Regions from separate parts of the Nomascus leucogenys genome. Here region 1 is linked to region 2. Evidence: chromatin contacts called from public Hi-C data. All regions are on one chromosome and are shown on one strand. The core of a region is the stretch at or near the end of the contact, and the rest is flanking DNA. Distances in the headings are between cores, read along the strand shown. Region 1 overlaps TES (testin). Region 2 has its middle 9.8 kb from the start of TFEC.

Evidence for each region. Hi-C and Micro-C count contacts between places; a contact is called where the count stands out from the background.
Region 1: a contact with region 2 is called in a Hi-C map of a lymphoblastoid cell line, with 3 times the contacts expected there. The contact joins two enhancer-like sites. A contact is called at or near these places in 2 of 4 Hi-C or Micro-C datasets (a lymphoblastoid cell line and an unstated tissue).

The regions. Positions count from the first base shown.
Region 1 is chr13:65,292,957-65,296,687 of Asia_NLE_v1, forward strand. All of the region lies in intron 1 of TES (testin), which reads left to right. Among named protein-coding and RNA genes, the nearest start is that of TES, 20 kb to the left of the region's middle. Within about 2 kb of position 2,090, the one cell type or tissue checked has an H3K27ac peak away from gene starts, as active enhancers do. A contact at or near this core is called in a lymphoblastoid cell line, where this site is marked.
Region 2 is chr13:65,230,442-65,234,365 of Asia_NLE_v1, forward strand. No RefSeq gene overlaps it. Among named protein-coding and RNA genes, the nearest start is that of TFEC, 9.8 kb to the left of the region's middle. Within about 2 kb of position 1,865, the one cell type or tissue checked has an H3K27ac peak away from gene starts, as active enhancers do. A contact at or near this core is called in a lymphoblastoid cell line, where this site is marked.

The DNA.
Region 1 (3,731 bases), core at 840-3,339, 63 kb after region 2:
TTTTCTTAGGACCTTGATAGATAGTCCCAAAGCCTGACTGTAATTTCTCCCAATATAGTCAATCCAAAGGACCTGTTTTCTTGGACACTGAAGAAGAAAAATTATTCTGTCATATCCTTTTATTGATGCTGGCCAGAATGTGTTACTAAAATTATATGAAGTAGACAGCTTTGAGACTTGTGCGCTTATGAAAAACATGTGTTTTTAGGCACTAAGTGTTGAGTCTTCAGGGAATACCGTATCACATTTACTGTTGAAATTATGTTAAAATAATTATGTGCAACTTCATTCACAGCTGAAGTCTTTTGTTTCCTATGCATATTTTATAAAACTATTCCACCAAACTGAGTTACAAGTGATTCTGACTTCTGAGAGTCATTAATATATTAGCTTTTTCAAATAATTATTTTCTATTTAGTGATTAAACTGAGCAGATGACCATGCTGAATAATAACCAAACTAAGACACAGTTAATCTGACACATGATTTGCAATAAAATTAAAAGGTATCTTGGAGCCAATCTAGTTTAATTTCTTCGTTATCTAGATGAAGCCTAAAGAAGAAAGATCACTTTCAAAATCCCTGAACTCGCCAATGACACTCTGTGACCAGAACACAGTTTTCCTGACTCTCCTCCAGGGATCTTTCTACATTTTCAAAGTTCCCTGTTAGCTCTCTAGTATCTATAACTATATATTATCATTTCCTTAAAATTTGGTAATTCTCACAACATAGATATTACATACAGGTACACCTGTCTTGGTTATATTTGTCCAAGGGTCTAGATTTCACTTACTAAACAGCTAGTTCGCCTTAGCTGAGGAGCTAACCCTCTCTGGGCTCCCCTTTCTCCCCACCATACTCTCTCACACCCTGGGCATCATTAAATAACACCTTCCCTATTTATATCCCTCACCAAGAGTTCTCCAGCCCAGACATCTGTAGACATCTTGTGGGCAGAAACTAACCTACAAGATTTGGATGTCCAACAATAGTAATAGCCTTGGCTTCTCAGGAAAGGAGAAGAACCCTAAGGAGAAGGTGTGGTCTATGCTGAGGGTAAAGAGAAGGGATGAGAAGAATTCTGGGTCCTGGACTTCAGGGAATCCTGAATACAAAGTGAATAATGGAGAGAAATTAGAGAAGCCCTTAGAGTAGATGGGGTTCCAAATCCTTGAACTGAAACCAAGAGGAGTTGAGGAACCTCAGTTCTTGTGACACTCTGCCCAAAATAGGCCCTAAGAAACTGTGCTTGGGGCAGTTCTGGCTGTGAAACTCCTTTCACCACAGATTAGAGTCCATATGCTTTCCTTCATCTGATAGGCGTTTGACTTATGAAGGGGAGAATAGCAGATGATTAGATGCCTCAGTTGGAGTGGGAACAGAGCAGAAGAAATTTGCCTCGCACTGGTGGAGGTATGTGTCCTACCATGCAATTTTATAATATATATTGGATTTAACAACTGCATTCTAAATTATAATTCAGTCTGAAACTAGCCACATCCTAAACAAGGAAAATGCTAGAGTGTGAATCACATATCTTCTTTCTTGGAGAGGCATTGTTTTTGTTTCCTAACAGAGGGTTGATAAAGAAGATAAAAATATGGAAAAAGTTCTCACCCAATAATGTGGCATAAGTCAGAGATCTTCAGTGCTGGTATCAATGAGATTTAAGTTTTGTAGCTATATACTTATAGCTATAAAATAAATTTCTTACTGAAATGTTCTCAGGAAAACAAGTTTATTGCCAGCCTGAAACTCTAATTTCTGTAGCTGCTAAAAGTGATTTTGAAAACTTGGTGTCATTTTTGTTTGTGTTTGGTGTGTGTGTTTGTTTTTAATTAGGACTGCTTCCATTGGGTTATAGTAGGAGAAAGTGTATCATGTTGCCGTGACCCATTCCACTCTCTTTCACTTACTTGCTCTCTGTCTGTGATGTTTAAAAGTTCTCTCACACTTAAGTCTGAGCACGTGGGGAAAATGAAAGTGTTTGGAAAGGTAGAGGGGCACTTTTTCCAGGCAGTCACAAATCTAACTGGAAAGAGTCCATAAAGAGATTAAGCTGGCCTTCCAGACAGGGCCCAAGGGCAAAAGAACCCTGGAACAACATTTCTGGGTTTTCCAGAGTGGCCTACAGAGCCAGTTTCTCAAGTTACTGCTTGTCCCAAGGCCTGGTCTCCTGGTCCCTGTGAGGGCTTCCTGAGCTTCTGCTAGCAGAGCTTGAGAGGTGCTCTTGCTCCTCACCCTCCCCTGTTGCCCTGTGGCTTTCCTCTTTACCAGTCTCTCCTATCTCTGAGGATGTCATCCTTTGTTAAGCCGGTAGCCTAAGACATGGCATTGAATGCTTCAAGAGGTTTAGTTTCTTCCTTGGGAAAATGAAAAGAAAAGGAAAACAAAACAAAGTACTCCGCCTGCTACAAGGCCAGCCCTGTCACCCTGAAAGTGCTTTGCAATTTTTTAGCTCTTTCCTTGCCCTCTTCTGCCACAGGCCTTGTGTATGGTGTTTCCTCTGCCCTGAATGCACTTCTCTGAGCCAAATTAGATACTGCTCAGCCTTTCCATTGTAATTCATGCACCTCTCCTTCAAGGAAGCTTCCCCAGCCTTCCTTATTTAACTTGCCTTCCTTTTTAAAGCTCTCAGAAAGTCATCTACACTTAGAGATGGTGCAAGAGTGTTTCTGGATTTGTAGTCCTTTTCCTTGGGGCAGAAATTAGCTAGTGACTCTCTTTGGAAGACAAGAGCTCCCATTTGACACTCTAGTCATATGCCCCAAAAGAACAGTAGAGCAGGGGCCAGATGCTGAGTTTTAGGTCTGGTTTGCTATTGAGTAGCTGTGCAACCAGGAGCAAATTATCCCTCCTCTCTGGATTCTATTTTCCTGATCTCTTACACGAGGGAGATGCCTAGTCCTGTCCAGAATAAGAATATGTGGGACACTTTAAAAGAGCAGCAGTTCATGAAATACCATCAGCTGTAGTAATTCTAATAAATAAAATGATAGCTATTTTAAGAATATATTGATGAAAAGAGTCAAACTCTGTAAAAGTATTTGAAGATCTTATTCTGAGCCAAATATGAGTGATCAACGGCCTATGACACAGCCTTGAGGAGACTCTGAGAACATGTGCCAAGGTGGTCAGGCTACAACTTGGTTTTATACATATTACAGAGATGCAGGATATCTGTCAATACATGAAAGATGTACATTGCTTCAGTCTGGAAAGACAGGACAGCTGGAGGTGAGGGGTGGTCCTTCCAGGTCATGGGCAGATTCACAGATTTTCTGATTGGTGATTGGTTGAAAGCCTTATTATCTAAAGACCTGAAATCAAAAGAAGGAATGGCTGGGTTATGATAAGGGGGCTTGTAAGGACCAAGGTTTTATCATGTAGATGAAGCCTCCTGGTAGCAGGTGTCAGAGAGAATAGATTGTAAATGTTTCTTATCAGAGTCTGTTCTGTCAGTCTTAGGTCTCTGTGTTTATGCTAATGCTGGTCAGCTGTGAAGCAGCACCCACCCACCCACCCCCAACTCCCCATTTCCTATCATGGCCTGAACTAGTTTTTCAGGTTCACTTTGGAATGACCTTGGCCAAGAGGTGGGGTCCATTCAGATGCTTCATGGGTTTATAATTTTATTTTTGATTTACAAAGATAAAAAGTTGGTAGGAGAAAACAACTTGCCCCTTTGCAAAGTTGACTTTGTAAGTCAGTTGCGAGCTACTCCAAAG
Region 2 (3,924 bases), core at 615-3,114:
TCCTGTTTGCCCCTTCAAGCCTAGGGCTGGTAAGGACTTCCTGTTCTTATCTGTCTTCTTACTCTACCCACAATTTCATAAGTGGTTCGTGAAGTAGCTCAAATAGTGTTCCCCAAAATTCATGTTCACCCAGAACCTCAGAAGGTGACCATATTGGAAATAGGGTCTGTGAAGGTATAATTAACTAAGGATCTCGAGATGAAATCATCAGGTATTTAGGGTGACCCCTAAATCCAATGTGTCTTTGTAAGAAGAGGAAAAAACACAGAGAGACACACCAAGAAAGCCATGTGAAGATGGAGGCAGATTAGGGTGATGCCTCTTCAAGCCAGTGAATGCCCAGGATTGTGAGCAAACACCAGATACTAAGAGAGAGGCATGCGCTTTCCCTCAGAGCCTCTAGAAGAAACCAGTTCTGTCAACACCTTAAGTTTGCACTTCTAGCCTCCTTAACTGTGAGAAAATAAATTTGTTTTAAGCCACTGGGTTTGAGGTAATTTGTTATGGCATCCCTGGGGAATTAATGCAATACCTTTGTTAAAGTCTCTTGAACCATTCAAGTAGGCTTCCATTTTCCACTCGTGGCTGGCAGAATTCTATTTTTATTACACTTTAAAATGGCACAAAAATAGAAGGAATAGTTACTTGCTGGATTATGGGGTCAAACTTAAAAATAATCTTAAAAATCTAGCATAAAGGGCTGTACCTGGAAAATGTGAAAAATAACAGCTTTGTACTTCAGTTCAAAAAAATCAGTTGCCATTATTGTCCATGGAACCTTAGACAAATCACTTAGTATTCCTGACTCTACGTTATATCATGTTTAGAATGGAGATGATAAAACCTGTTCCCCTTACATTGTTTTAAGAGCAGGAAGAAATAATTGAATACAGGGAAATCAGTGCAGAATAAGGAGTCATTCGATATGAAGCTAAACTTGGCTTTGTCACCAATAAGTTGTGCAATCTTCCTTAAGGAAATTAACCTTAATGTTCTCTAGTTCCCTCATGAGAAGGCTGGACTAGATGCTTGACAAGTGGATCATTTAGTCCTAATATTCTATAAATTGATTGCACAGTACAAGAAATATGTGAATAAACAGTCATCCTCATGAAAAAGACCAAGGAGATTTTTGGTAGTTGATCACATGCTCAGTATTAACCAATTATGGCATGTGACTGCTAAAAACAAAGCGGGATTAATTAACTAATTAATGGAAAAGAAAAAAAGAAAACAGTATAGACTTAGTCTATTTTAGAAATATACCTATCTAAGAGAAGTATTCTACTAAGCTGTGTTGTATGATCAGTTATAAATATCACAGTTTAAAAAGAATATTAAGAATGATGAATATTGTCAAAACAGGATTATCAGGATAGTTTGGCATCTAAAAAATGTCACATATGTATTGCTTTAATGAGCAAAGAACACATATCCTGAAGAAGGAAAAGTTTAAAAGGATAAACAGGGAGAACTAAGGCCAGTAAATCAAAGTAGAGCAAAAGTAATTTTAGAAGCAAGATCAAAAAAGAACTATTGTAATTAGAATTGCCAAGTAGTAGAATGGTAATGTTGGTCACTAGACTTATTCAAAGGTAAGGCTGGGTCACATCTTACAGTTGCTATCAACCTATCAGTGGTTTATTAAAGCAAGAGACAATTGTTAGTATCTCTTCCAAAATCCATATTCACTGACATTATTTCAGTAGGTTGAAATTGGCCAACCTGAGAGTATATACACCACTGAAGTCAGCAAACACTAAAAAACATGGGCCTTTGTTTTCCCTGGACATCTGGTGGTTAAATATTTACCACCACACTACTGGGTGCTATGGAATTCCTGCACTGAGTAGTTTGACCTCTATAACTGTACTGCCAACTCTGTAAGACTCAGATTCTTTTTGACTCAGTCTAGTGGGGAGTAAAATCAAGAGAGATAAGTCTAAGTAAAGTTAAAATACCTTCAACATAAGACTTCTAGACTCAGCTTCCTGGTTGTACACACTTTCTTTTTATTCCCCTGATGGTGATTCTTCAAACCACCTTGAATATCCTCTCCCTTTCAGTTTCTTTTTCTTCTTTCTCATCAAAACTAAGATAGATCTGACAGTCAGAGAAAATGGACACACATAATAGATTTTCAAATAGGTGAAAGTTTATCATGTAGAAAAGAAATGAGGCTGTTATCATTATTAAATAGATCATGTAGTAGGGAAATATTATTGTGTGATTTAAGCAACATCAAGGACAATATATGCATGAACATCATTCATTAGCTGCTATTGATTAGCTACATAGTGTGAGCAAGTCACTTACTATGCCTTGGATTCTGTTTCTTATCTGTGAAATAGGACTCACAATTTCTAACTCAAAAGGTTTTCTCAGTTCTATAAAAGATGATTAAACAAAAATATTTTGTCAGGTGCTATACAAATAAAAATTATAATTGTTAGTATATTATTACTACAATTTATTTACGTCTTAATTCAAAATGGTGTTTATTCTATGATTATAACAGGAGTGGAACAAGAAGAATGAGATGCACATCCCTACTTCCTTATCGCCCACTGACAGCTTCTATGTGAATATGATTCAAACCAAAACAATGCAATCCTGTCCTTCCCATTCCTCACATAAAAGTAATAATAAAACTGCAAACAGGTATTTTTCTCCTAAGACTTTGCCCATATCCTCAGCATTTTAGTAGGGTCTTATTATATCAAGGGTACCCAGAGCCATGCTAGCCTTTCCTCAGCATGGTTCTGTGCTGTAAGAGATAAATAAATTTTTGAAAATTAAAACATCTTGAAATACCTCACATTGTGTTTTCCCTTGTATTAATCCTACTTTAAAAAAAAAAAAGCCATTCCTTTCACCATTAAGGATAAGGCATAAAGTGCATTGTCCTAGAAAAAGAGAGAGAGTGGTAAGAGTCTAGAACAAATAGGCTTCTCATTGTAGCTCAGAGTTTAAATATTTGAGTTCACAGTCAGGGAATACTCTTGAAAATCAGGCTTTGTTTAGAAAGTAAAGAAAAGCCAATCTTTACATATCAAGGTTGGAGATCTGAATATAAAAATTCCCTATAAGATATAGGCAGAGAACATTCAGCAGATCACATATGCTCATATGTGCCTGAAGCTCTTATCTGCCTACAGGCTTAGGATGCACAACTGGGAAGAAGGGTGTTGGGAGTGGGGAGGTGGAATGTGCAGGGACTGGGACTGGGGAAAGAAGTTCAGATAAGACAAGTCCAGGGTAAGGAAGCATCAGGCCCCCAGAAAGGAATACAGCCCTGCCGACAATTTTATTTGAGCCCCGTGAGACCTTTGTAGGACTTCTGACCTACAGAACTGTTAGATAATAAATTTGTATTATCTAACAATCCAGTAAAGGGGATCAATCCAGTAGTTGATAGAAATTCTGACACAAACTCCAAATAAGTTGAGAACAAACCTGAGAACAATTGAGTGGGTGCTCCGCTTCACACCTTGGGGAACAGTAGAACAGCAAGAGCAGATAAACGAGTCCCGTCACACGGAGCAGGGTAGTCCTACATCTTCTGCCTGTCTCCTGAGGAACAAGAAATGATACAGAATTGCCCATGTATGGCAGAAGGTAGATAACATGAGCTTACCTGAGGGGTCTGGGTAAGGAGAAAGTTAATTTACATACAGCACAAAGCTTTGGGATCAACTTCCCAAGTCAGGGATTGAATCAGAGTCACAGCTATATCTTAGGGCAAGTTCTACTAAGCCAGAAATAGTGAACCAGATGGTGGAGGTGACTTGATCAGATAACAGAGGTGACCAAGTTCCCCAGAGCAATCTCCTCACCATGTCAAGGCCAAGAGAACATACCACAAATTGTGCCACCTAAAGACACATTAAAAGTGGCAGCAGTATGGAGTCCTCAACCATGGCC